Regions from separate parts of the Xenopus tropicalis genome. Here region 2 is linked to region 1. A link is a contact called in public Hi-C data. All regions are on one chromosome and are shown on one strand. Each heading gives the region's core, a stretch centred on a gene start, on an enhancer-like site or on the middle of the called end of the contact. The rest is flanking DNA. Distances are from core to core; before and after follow the strand shown.

Evidence for each region. A called contact is a pair of places that touch in the nucleus more often than the background predicts.
Region 2: a contact with region 1 is called in a Hi-C map of neurula embryo, with 2.4 times the contacts expected there. The contact joins the promoter of nhp2 here to the promoter of b4galt7 in region 1. A contact is called at or near these places in 2 of 5 Hi-C or Micro-C datasets (neurula embryo and tailbud embryo).

The regions. Positions count from the first base shown.
Region 1 is chr3:47,631,202-47,637,631 of UCB_Xtro_10.0, forward strand. It overlaps b4galt7 (xylosylprotein beta 1,4-galactosyltransferase, polypeptide 7), which reads left to right and starts at 3,482. Exons shown (of 6, transcript NM_001126545.1): 1 at 3,482-4,092; 2 at 4,979-5,326. The coding sequence starts at 4,043.
Region 2 is chr3:47,806,356-47,812,785 of UCB_Xtro_10.0, forward strand. It overlaps nhp2 (NHP2 ribonucleoprotein), which reads right to left and starts at 3,575. Exons shown (of 4, transcript NM_203658.1): 1 at 3,369-3,575; 2 at 2,113-2,182; 3 at 1,918-2,023. The coding sequence starts at 3,516.

The DNA.
Region 1 (6,430 bases), core at 2,232-4,731:
CATCTCATTATGATCTCTGTATGATCAGCTTCTCAATGCCTCACTTATTACTTCATCACATACACTTATTCAAGCCAGAGCTGCACCCCATCTCTAGAATTCCATTTCTTGTTACAAACTACTTTTTCTCAATCTGTAAACAGTTGAATGATTTATTAAAACTCATTGGATTAGAAAAGCTTGCACTCATCTAACTTAGCATTCTTTCCACTTCTGTTTGATACACTATTTATAAGCCACTAACACATAAATCCAATAATTAGTACCATGTCTCTTAGTTTCTCAACTTTAGATCTTGCCCATTCCCAGACCTTCTTGCGTCTCATACCCCTTTTTCCATTAGACTGTAAACTTTAATGAGTAGGCCCCTCTTTATCTCTAGTATCTGTCACTCTTTGTATGTAATCTGTATGTTTTATATACAAACTTCTTCTGTATAGCTCTGCAGAATATTTTTGCACTTTATGAATGTTTGTTAATCATTTATTGAATGGAAATATGGTTGTAGCTACAGGGCATCAATGAAGAAAGTATAAGAGATGTCCTTACAGTTAGGGAAATATAGTGACCTCTGTATGTTGTAGTAAAAAAATCAATGGGGGGGCATAATGTTTCTGCAGTGTGGATAGTGTATGCTCACATTTAGCCTGGAATGAGGGAAATTCTGTCATACTTACCGTAATTTCTCTTTCCTGGACTCTGAAGAAACAGCATACACCATGGGTTAATCCCCGCCCCTCCAGTTGATAGGACAGGCCCCAACCTCCACCTTCCCAATAAAAAATGTATATAAGCTATCTCTCCACCCATGCTTGCTGCCTAGTTCCAAAGCCCCCTAACCCGGGATGGGCATGGTGTATGCTGTTTCTTCAGGAGTCCAGGAAAGAGAAATTACGGTAAGTATGATAGAATTTCCCTCATTCCTGGAATCCTTGAAACAGCATACACCATGGGACTTACCAAGTCTAGCAGGGAGGGAAAAAAGAAAATCAAAACATGTAATATGCTTAGAAAATTTTACTGATTGACAGAGTTCAAAATAGATAATGCAAAGGTAGCAAAGGTGAGTCCTGCTGACTACGGACATCCAGCTAGTAAAACCGAATAAAGGTCTCTGGTCTGGCCCAGGTAGCTGCCCAGCACACTTAATCAACCGACACTTCCCCTTTAACAGCCTAGGAAGTAGCCACCGCTCTTGTAGAATGTGCCTTCAAAACTTGAGGTGTTTGTAGCCCCTCCTCCTTACAGTGAGGAACATAAGTATTTGAAACCCTGCGATTTTGCAAGTTCTCCCGTTTAGAAGTCATGGAGGGGTCTGAAATTCACATTGTAGGTGCACTCCCACTGTGAAAGCATTTAAAAAAAAAAAATTCAGGAAATCATATTGTATGAGCCAAAGTAAAAGGCTCTCTCTTTTAACCACAACACTTCGCACACCCGATTCACCTACTACCTCTAATTCAGTTCTCAACCTGTGGGTCGGGACCCCTTTGGGGGTCGAACGACCCTTTCACAGGGGTTGCCTAAGGCCATTGGAAAACGCATATTTCCGATGGTCTTAGGAATAATTTTATGGTTGGGGGTCACCACAACATGAGGAACTGTATTAAAGGGTCGCTGTATTAGGTAGGTTGAGAACCAATGCTCTAATTTGTGGACCACTGGGGGAATTGGCAGACATGATTGTCTTAAAGAAATAAGAAAGGAATAGAAAAAAAAATACTTTCCACCCCAAGGAAAGCAACAAGAAAGCATGAAACTTACAGGCAGGGACAGCGTAACCACAAGCAACCGGCACCAAGGCAGCAAAGACAGCAGGACACCAAGCCAGGCGTGCAAACGTGGAAGAAAATATATCAGTCAAGCCGAATCCCCATGGTTTAAGCTTTATAAAACATACCCAGCCCTGGCCACCTAACAGGGCTCCCAACTGTTCACAGCCTAATGGCGGGGTTAAGAAGAGACCTCGGAGCAGAGAGAAAGAGAGAACTGGCTCCCGAAGGGTGTATGGACTGACACCCAGGTGAGTCAAGAAAGTTTTAGCCTCTACTACCAACTAGGACAGGAAAAAAGACAACGAGCGTGGGTGGAGAGATAGCTTATATACATTTTTTATTGGGAAGGTGGAGGTGGGGGCCTGTACTGTTAATTGGAGGGGCGGGGATTAACCCATGGTGTATGCTGTTTCAAGGAGTCTGGGAATGTCTCTTTACCTTCTTTCTTGACGGACAATTTTACATTCCACTTTTGATAAAATGATATAGATACTGAGGCATTACTAAGGCAAGGGTTGAAAACTTGCACTAGAATGATAACCAGCAATAAAGCAGAATCAAACTGAAGTTTTGAAACCATTTCTAGCTTTATAACAACCAACCACTTTAAAGGAACAGTAACACTAAAACATAAAAATGTTTTAAAATAATTAAAATATAATGTACTGTTGCCCTGCACTGGTAAATGTTGTGTGTTTGCTTCAGAATGACTACTATAATTAATAGAAATAGCTGCTGTGTAGCAATGGGGGCAGCCATTTAAACTGAAAAAAGGAGAAAAGGCACAGGTTACATAAGCACATAACTGTGTAGAATACAATAGGGATCTATGCAACTTATTTGTTATCTGCTGAGCAACATGTCCCTTTTCTCCTTTTTTTCAATTTAAATGGCTGCCCACATGGTTACACAGCAGCTTTGTTTATATAAAGGATAGTAGTGTTTCTGAAGACAACACACAACTTTTACCAAGGCAGGGAGTATATAAAATAATATATTAATTATTTTGATACATGTTCAATTTTTGGTGTTACTGTTCCTTTAAAGCAACATCTTGAACAATAGGTACAACAGCAATCGATCAACAAATAATTTTGAGCTACTATACCTCAAAACATCAAAGCAAAGACCTGATTGGTCCCTACAGCTTTAATGCATGTTTTTAGAAATTAGACCCAACTCTCAATGCAGGCTCTACTCTATTAGGGAACAAGGGCAACTGTGCTCTTTCCAGATGGCAAATCATTTTGTCTGACAGTTTATAACCAAGTCACCACCCTGCTATAACACACCACGACTTATTTTAGGCGCAACGTTTTTTTTTTGATGGCAAATTATAGCGTCTTTTGAATTAAGTTCAGTTGCGTGATTATTAATCTCTAATACTTTTCCAATAAATCTGGCTAAAGTCTTCGGATAATAGTCTAGCAACAAGCACATCTGCTCAAATAACTCTTCCCAATTACGATACCTTCAATTGGATACCTCTGACAGAAACACAGCCTCTATCTTGCGCCAATAGAAAGCCGGCTCTCAAAACACCATTCAGGAGCCTTTAGCCCCCGGAACCTTTGTAGCGCAGGTCGTGTTCCTGTTGGGGAGGAATATGTCGACGGACCAGCAGCTTACAAGCCAGCGTGTAACGGGTGGAACATTTGCTTAGAATCCTGGATTATCGCCGCGGTGCATTTGAGTTTCATTGTCCCGCAGACTTCTGAGAGCTACACGACATGTTTTAGTGGGGAGGTGTATTTATAATTACTCGAACGAAGCTTATGAACTGAGTACAGGGGTTGTACAGTGGGGACATTGCTCTACATTGCTCTACAGAGTACTTTTAAGATAAACTCAGCTCTTTGGCTTTCTGTTTGACGAGGCTGCTCCTTGTATAGAAGTGACACTAGGAGCAGAATTATTAACTTAAAATTCCTAGGTGTTTCTTCGAGGCTATTGTATCTATATATATATATATTGGCTGTGCGGACAGAAAGGAATTGCCAGCATGTTTATAGCTAGTCGGGTATAATATGGTTTAGCACAATCCTTGGGCCATGTTTTTAGTGAGGATAAAGATGTGTTTTTGACAAAATCACCTTAGTAACGATGCTTAATGTGCTGCAAGTGGAGTAAGGCATTTGATATGCAGTTCATTTGTACATATAGGTGACTCTGTGCAATGCCTTTAGGGTTAGGCTTGGAGGGTTATGGAATCATTTTAAGGAACTGTTATTTATGAACTGGGAAAGGACTGTCATTTCTCAAAGGAGATGTATATGACAAGGAGAAAGCCAGCATTGTACCTCAGGGAAGACAGCAGGTAAGGAAACATGCTCAGTTATACTAGCTTCAGTTAAATATTATGGCAGTGTTTCACTTAATAAAAAATGCTAAATTGGGGAAAAGGTATAAAGAAACAATGTTTTTAGCCAAGCATTACATAAAAATGACAATGGGAATATTTTCAGATGTCAAGAAATTAGAAGGCATCCTGGGTAGTCTATTCATCATTTGTATAGAGATTCTATTACAATTTTGTACACACAGTACTCAAAACCATCTCATGTTATGCATAGTAGATACACATACTTGTAATTTTTTTTAAAAAAAAAAGCTGAAATAGAAACACAAGCCTTATGATCCTGACACCCAAATGAAACTGTTCATTTGTGAACAAGCATAAGTGGAAATCAGGATGCACGTCACAATGCATATATATATATATAAAAAAAAAATATTCTCAATGCCTTGCTGCCAGGAATTTGTGACCTGAGTGGGCACAGAAGAAAGGCATTTTCTTCTGTGCAGTTGGTGCTTGAACACATAAACATAACATAAGGGGAAATGTAAAGGGAAAGTGCCTTTGGCATCTGTAGATATAAATCCCACACTGCTTACTGTGCTGTTGCAGCCTTTGCCTAAATGTTTATAAATAAGGTCTAATAAATCATGCAGTAAATCCATTTGCAGATGAAGGGTTGGTATTTTTGCATTTGATGGCATATCCTGTTTTAACTGACATTTCACCATCAAATATCAAAAAGGAATCTGAATCTCAGGTATTGAAAAAATCTAAGAAATTGAATTTATCCTACCAAAGGAGCAGTTGCTTGTTTGAGCAAACACTGTTTCTTTCAAAGAAGTTGATATCCTGTTGTGAGAAAAAAGCTTTTGCTTATGATAAAAACTTTTTTTTTTTTTTTCAGATCAGGATTGTTTCTGGGGTTTCTACCTAGAAAATGCAGCATCTTTAATTTGTTCCTGACTTGCTTGATTCTTGGGTTTCTGTCTATGCTCTGGCTACAACTCAGCTGTACCGGTGATGTGAGCAAAAGAGGAACTCAGGATGAAATGTCTTCCCAGAAGTCCTGCCCCCAGGTTCCTAGAACTGTGAATGAGGATCCCTCATGGGGTCCTCACCGGCTTGCTTTGCTGGTTCCTTTTAGGGAGCGATTTGAAGAACTCATGAGCTTTGTCCCCCATATGCACCAGTATTTGTTACAGAAAAAAATTCTCCATCATATTTTTATCATCAATCAAGTGGATCATTACAGGTATGTATGTTTGTATGTATGTACTTTGTTTCTTCTAGAGCTCTTTGTGAACTTAACACAATACTGACCTCTTTTCTACAAGAATAATCACCTCTTAGCACAAGGTGTGCTGCCTTCATACATAGTTTAATTGTAACTCAAAGCAGTGTATATTATTATGTATGATTGTGTCATTTTAGAATTTTTTTTTTTAGTTCCTTGTTTAATTTGCTTGGGGGAAGTATATTTCTGGCAAAAACAGCAGGCATTGCTGTCTTGCTTTCTGACATGGATATATATTCAGGATCAAAGTACTTGTCTCACAACATACAGAGAAGAATCAGTTACCCTTTATTTGCACAGTTCCTCATGATCATATGAAACACAAGAGCTCTGATTTTTGGTTTATTTTAGCCCAACAAACATTCATGGTTTCGGATGACAAGCACTATTAATGGAGCTGCTCTGGGTTTTTCATTTCAATAAATGGAAGTTATTTAAGTTTTATAAAGACTGTAGGATAAAATAAACTCCATTAAAAGCCTACACTCTATAATGAATACTAGTAAAATTCTCTTTGGCAGTGGTATTTATGGGTATAAAAGTTTAAGCAATGTTTGATACAGAGCTATGTAGAGTAAGACAGCTAGACAAAAGCACAGTAATGTCTGCATAAGCTTAAACTGCCACGCTATACTGCTGTGAATAAACACCATTACCTAAAAAAATGCAAATGTAGCTGTCAGGACTGTCTTTTGCAATATTTGCCTTCAACTAGACCAGGGGGCTCAAACTCAATTTACCTGGGGGCCGCAGGAGGCAAAGTCAGGATGAGGCTGGGCCGCATAAGGGATTTACAAAAAATTGGCTTTCAAGGGATAATGCAAGGCACGGTGGGCGGGAGCTGCTGATTGCGGAAATGACGTTATGCCATCATAACAGTTATTATGGGAAGACGTTCTGTGTGCACAGTTTGCTCCTTAGCAGCTAATTGTGCACACAGAACGTCTTCCCTTAATAACTGTTATGATGGCATAACGTCATTTCCGCAATCAGCAGCTCCCGCCCGCCGTGCCTTGCATTATCCCTTGAATCGTAATAAAAATCGCTATCCATTCATTGCTT
Region 2 (6,430 bases), core at 2,325-4,824, 180 kb after region 1:
ATCAAACCTTGGAGCATCTCACAATCATTTTTGTTACATTCTAATGTATTGTGTCTTTAACTAAAAACCTTGTCTATTTAAAATCTGTACTTTACTTAATTTCATATGCTAATGTGAAATGCCAGCATTTTTCTGGCAAAAGCAAACCCAACCCTTCCTAAACTGCCTACCAAAGCACCCATTGACTATAATAGCAGCAGATCAGAAGCGTGGTAGCACTTTCCATCCAAAAATGTTACGTTTGTGAGCAGTTTTTCACTGGAAAACAGACACTTTCACTTCCCACTAAAATTAATGGAAGCCAAAGGACATTGTCACCAGTGTTTCTATGTCTGCAGATATGTGTAATGCTTAACATTAGCATTCTATGTAGTGCTGCCTCTTGTTATACACAATGACTGGTTCCAGGAATATTTGACTGAGATTCTCAATAAATCACTCAGGTGGCAAAACACCTACAATGGTTTATGTGCCATTCCCTTACACAGTAAATGTTTGCTAGAAGTTTCTAACCAAGAAGAGTATTATGCACAATTGAGTAGGACTTTGTATAGGAGAATTTGTTTTTGCAATTTTGTTTTTAGAAGATCTGTCTATAAGTATTAGTTGTATGACAAAGGACTAAAGTAAAGAAATCACACTCATTTTGCAGTGACTAGATCTGGTAAATATAAGATGTTAGAAGACACCAGTAGTTTAAAGGCCCATTAGGATAGATTTGTGAAGAATCCCTATTTTTCTCCAATAGTACAGGTATGGGACCCATTATACAGAATGCTCAGGACCTGGGGGTTCTTGGATAAGGGATCTTTCCGTAATTTGGATCTCCATACCTTAAGTGTACTAAAAGATTATTTACTGTATATACTCGAGTATAAGCCAATCCGAATATAAGCCGAGGTACCTAATTTTACCTAAGAAACCTGGAAAAACTTATTGACTCGAGTATAAGCCTAGGGTGGGAAATGCAGCAGCTACTGCTAAGTTTTTTTTTTTTTTTTTTTTTTAACAGTCAGGCAAGTTTGGGAAGGCTAAGGAAGCTGCCATACTAAGTATCAAGTACTTGCCATCCTGCTGTGTGTGCTCCCATCGCAATGCAGCATGTCTCCCAGCACAACTGACAGCAAAGCTTCTATTTGTGAGAGTGCTCAGCCAGAATGGCAGTAGCTTCTGTGGAACTACACATCCCAGGAGGCCATTAATATGTAGGCAGGAGGGGAACATGAGCCGAGCCAGGAGCAAGATAACACTTCCCAAGGGCAGTTATACCCTCACTGTAGCCACATAGTCAGGTGTGTCCCCGATATATATATATAATTTGATATGACAAATCTATCATATCAAATTATATATGAATTATTGGCATGTCTGCTCCCAGGACTCTCCCTCTACCCTGCCATGGTTATGCTTCTGTATATGATTTTTTATCTGGAAACCTGGTATCCCCCATTTTTTTTTTTTTTTTTGAAACAGCTATAAGACCCCTTAGTGCTTTCTAAAAATTCGTTTTTTTAATTAAAATAATAACACCATGTTCTAGCAACTTGTAGGGGGTCTCCTGTACTTCATATCTTCACAAGCAAATCCTTATTACATGTGGAGTGGGCGGAGCTAGAAGTGATCAAGTTACACAGGGCGACCCGCACAGCGCCGCAGTCTCTTCCGGGGCACTGAGTGAGCTAGCCGGTTGCTGGAGCTCACAGCCCCCTCTGCCTGCAGCGGCCGGAGAGGGAGGTACGGGGGGGGGGCGGGATTTGCGAGCGTACGCACAGTGGGCGTGCGTGCACAACGAATTACAAAACCATATACTCGAGTATAAGCCGAGGATGACTTTTTCAGCACATTTTTGGCAACCACTGGTACACACTGAAATGAACTGTCAGTTTAGAAGAAAAGTGAAGGAAAAAGAATACTCACTGATTTGGATGGAACGTATGAATAAGGAATGCCGCGATCCTCACACATTACAGGGATGTGACAATACACCTCAATGGGAAGGGTGTCACCAGCCATTACTACAATCCTAAAAATATTCAGAAGTCAGAACTGTACAGTAAGCTACTATTACCGTGGAGGTTAATTGATGTTTCAGAAAAGGATAAGTGTTCTTACCCTTTCTCTCCTTTGTTGATGAACTTTTGTACTTCCTTCACTCCTCTGCGGATATTCTTTTGTTTTATGGCTGAAAGGGAAAATAGAGGGATCTTTAGGATACATCCATATTGTAGTAATTCTTCCAAAAACCTCTTGAACGGAATGGCATTGTTTATGCTTCTGATTATTACAGTGTGTACATATTTCAGAAAGCGGTGAATTCAAAAACCTCTATTACTGGCAGATTAAGTAAAAGGCATATCTATCATTTAATGGACAAGTATTTATGGTCTTATTGATGAAATGTTTAAGAAAGCAAGTCCTGCATTTTTTGCAGTTGTCCCTTGCAGGCAACCAGAGAGCCCTGCTGTGAGCTCTCTAAATGCTCTAGGCCAGAGATCCCCAACCTTTAATACTCGTGAGCCACATTCAAATGGAAAAAGTGTTGGGGAGCAACACAAGCATGGAAAATGGGGGTGCAAATAAGAGCTATAATTGGCTATTTGGTAGCCCCTATGTGGACTGGTAGCCTATAGAAGGCCCTGTTTGGCTTTACACTGGGTTTTATGCAACCAAAACTTGCCCCCACGCCAGAAATTAAAAAATAAGCACCTGCTTTGAGGCCACTGGGAGCAACATCTAAGGGGTTGGAGAGCAACATATTGCTCATGAACCACTGGTTGGGGATCACTGCTCTAGGCCCTCAGATGGCAGACCTGTGGTGAATCTTAGTGACACTGGTTCACAATAAAATGGAGGGGGGGGTCAAGTGTTCACAAGGGCTCCATAACAGTGCAGGCAGTGCTTTATATGAAGCCACAGTTGGTGGCAGGGTTTATGAATGGGGAAACCTCTCAAACATCCCTTTACAGTGACAGGAAGCAATTAAGCTTTGGCTGACTTTCAGCCGTTATAGTTCTGCTTATTAGGAATTATTGCATATTTTTCATTCATGTTAGCACTAGATTTTAGAAATTATGCCTAAAGCTCACTTTTAAAAGAACTGAACATATTCCTGTGAATTGAGTGTCACTAGCTAAAAGCCTCTACTGAATCCCTGCACAGGATTTCAGCGGAAGTCGAAGTTTATAATCGCTGTACATCGCAGTGACTGTATCCACATTTGTGCGCAAGAAGCCGGACTGACTGCTATCGCTTTTAAAACACATTTCAGACAAGATGCTCCAACAACAATTCACGGGATGTGTTAAACTCTAATTACAGCCCCACCATTCGCCTGAAAGAGCCAGCGGCCATTGAAGTAAGCATGGTACCTTTCTTTACACATTTGTATAGTTTCTTGGTGAGTTTGCGGCCCGCCAGCGGCTTAGCGATGGGGTTTAGATACGCCAACAGCTCATCGTAAGACTTGCTCGGCGTTTCGGGCACTTCCTCCGATTCCTCCTTCTTTGCTTTAGTCATTTCGCTAGATCACAGACGAGCAGGCTCAACGCACAACCACGTGTAACCGCGCACACTCGCACAACTGAGCACTTCCGTGTCCGGTGGGAGGGGCATATGCAAAGCAATCTGTGACTTGCGCTCTAGTCTCTGCGTAAGGAAAACTTCCGGCCATGAATATGCGGTATTGCAGAGAATATTGACTTTACTGTGGTGTATAGTTTGTATGTATGGTTAATATCTATAGTAGAAAGGAAATAAATTAATCATTGGTTAGAGAGATAGTTTCTTTCCAAGGGAAGGACCTAAAGCCCTCTAGTGGTGAGGTAGATACAAGTACAGGAAAGAGTCCAATCTGCAATGATAACGATAAATAATACCCATAATACCGGGACCCTCGTTGCGCTTTAGGAGTAAGGTCCTAAATAACGATAAACTCCAGTCTCTTTTGATATATCCAGCTAATTCTCATCCTGAGAAACACCATAACGTTTTTGTCTGGTAAACAAAATTGCCATTAAAGGGGGTTGTTCACCTTTCTGTTAACTCTTAGTATAATGTAGAGCAGTGATCCCCAACCAGTGGTTCATGAGCAACATGTTGCTCCCTAACCCCTTGGATGTTGCTCCCAGTGGCCTCAAAGCAGGTGCTTATTTATGAGTTTATGGTTAGGAGCCAAGGTTTTGTTGCATAAAACCCAGTGTAATTGGCAAACAGAGCCTTCTGTAGGCTTCCAGTCAACATAGGGGCTATCAAATAGCCAATTATAGCTCTCATTGGCACCTCCGGGAACTTTTTTCATGCTTGTGTTGCTCTCCAAAATTTTTTCCATTTGAATGTGGCTCACGGGTATAAAAGGTTGGGGAACCCTGATGTAGAGTGTAATATTCTCAGACAATTTGCAACTAGTCTTCATTTTTATTCTTTCTAGTTTTTTAGTTTCACTTTTTGTTCAGCAGCAATTTGGTTGCTAGGGTCCAAATTATCTTAGCAACCAGGGAGCTGTTTGAATGACAAATGATAAATGAACAGGAGAGGGCCTGAATAGAAAAATGAGGAATAAAAAGTAACAATAAAAATAAAACTGGAGCCTCACAGAGCAATAGTCTTTTGGCTGCCGGGGTCAGTGACCCCAATTTGAAAGCTGCAAAGAATAAAGGCCCCCATACACGGGCCGGTCCCTTGGACCGATTCGGCAGCTAATCGGCCTGTGTGTGGGCAGAAACGAGCAGCCTGGCCAACCGATATCTGGCCTGAAATTGGCCAGATATCGATCGGCCAGGTTAGAAAATCCAGTCGGCTCGGGGACCGCATGGGCTCGTTGATGCGGTCCCCGAACCGACTGCCCCATGGCCACAAATGTAATCCGATCGTTTGTAGCCACTGTACCCTATAAACATATAAATGGGCAGGGGCAGTTTTAAAGATAATATTCATTCATAAGATTTTGTGAAATCAAACATCCCCTGCTTAGCTCTTTTACTGCTACTACCTGTCAGGCCCAATACCGGGATAAAAACTAGTCAGTTTATGCAAGAGTAATTCTCATCAAGTCTAAGGACTTTCTTACCTGTAATTGCCAGTACATGGATAGAAACTAGTCAGTTTATTAAGGACATTTTCTACCTTAGTAATAAACATAGTAGTAGTAGTAAGTTGGGTTGAAAAAAGACAAACGTCCATCACGTTCAACCATAATGCCTATATATAACCTGCCTAACTGCTAGTTGATCCAGCGGAAGGCAAAAAAACCCCATCTGAAGCCTCTTAAATTTGCCGCAGAGGTGAAAAAATTCCTTCCTGACTCCAAGATGGCAATCGGACCAGTCCCTGGATCAACTTGTACTAAGAGCTATCTCCCATAACCCTGTATTCCCTCACTTGCTAAGAATCCATCCAGCCCCTTCTTAAAGTTATATAATGTATCAGCCAGCACAAAAGATTATTATTAGGCTGAATAAAGATTATTATTAGGCTGAATAAAGATTATTATTAGGCTGAATGGGCCCAGTGTTTGGCCATTTTATATGCAGTGAGCTCTGGGTCACATGGGCACCATTGTATCGATAGGGGTCTGCAGAGAGTTTTTTACTCTAGGGGTCACGTGTAACCATCGGCTCTTGTAGAACTGGTTCCAGTTATCCTCCATCTCTGCACAAATGGAAATTTCCATGGGGGGTCTAGGAATGAGACGAACCAGAGAAGGAAACCCAAAGAAACACTTGTCTTTCTCCACTAACTAAATAAGCTACTGGGACAATGAAAACAAAATTTAACTCAAGAAACCAAGGAGCAATGTGGGGGCCCATTCATTCAGCCTTGGCACTAGAGGGGCAGCAAGAATAGGGGGAACCATCCCAAAGGGTGCAGTAAAGCAAAGCAATTGTTGGTGTGGGTTAGAGGAGAACAACTGGAGTATGTACACTCAACAAGAATGTGTAAAGATGAACTCTCTGATCTGATCCAAGCGAAAACAGAACCAAGAGAATCTACTGCTCTCAAATGTAGGAAGGAATTTCTCAGAAGCATAATTACAACTTCTACCCAGTCTCCAGAGATTTGAGATTGGTACATTCTGCAACTGTAGCATCAAGCTGAACCCTGGTACAGTCTAACGTACAAAGGTCTATTCTATTCTGTGCTAGTCCCTTAAGCCATAGAGTCCAGTTCAACCCTGGCGCAGCTTGCTCTATGGAGATCTTATACAAGATGGTGTAATCCTTTCCTGGTTTCCCAACCATAGAATTTAGTTTAACCCAGGCACAGCTTAATGTACAGCGATAACCTGATTGTATCCTGTAACTCACTGCTGACTAGTAGAATGAATGTTATCCAGGTATTTTCTGTTCTGCAGCTCCAAGATCAGTGTAATTAGAATGAAGAGTGTGGGGGTTTCCAGACAGTTCCCTGAAATTCCATGACTGTTCCTTGTTTT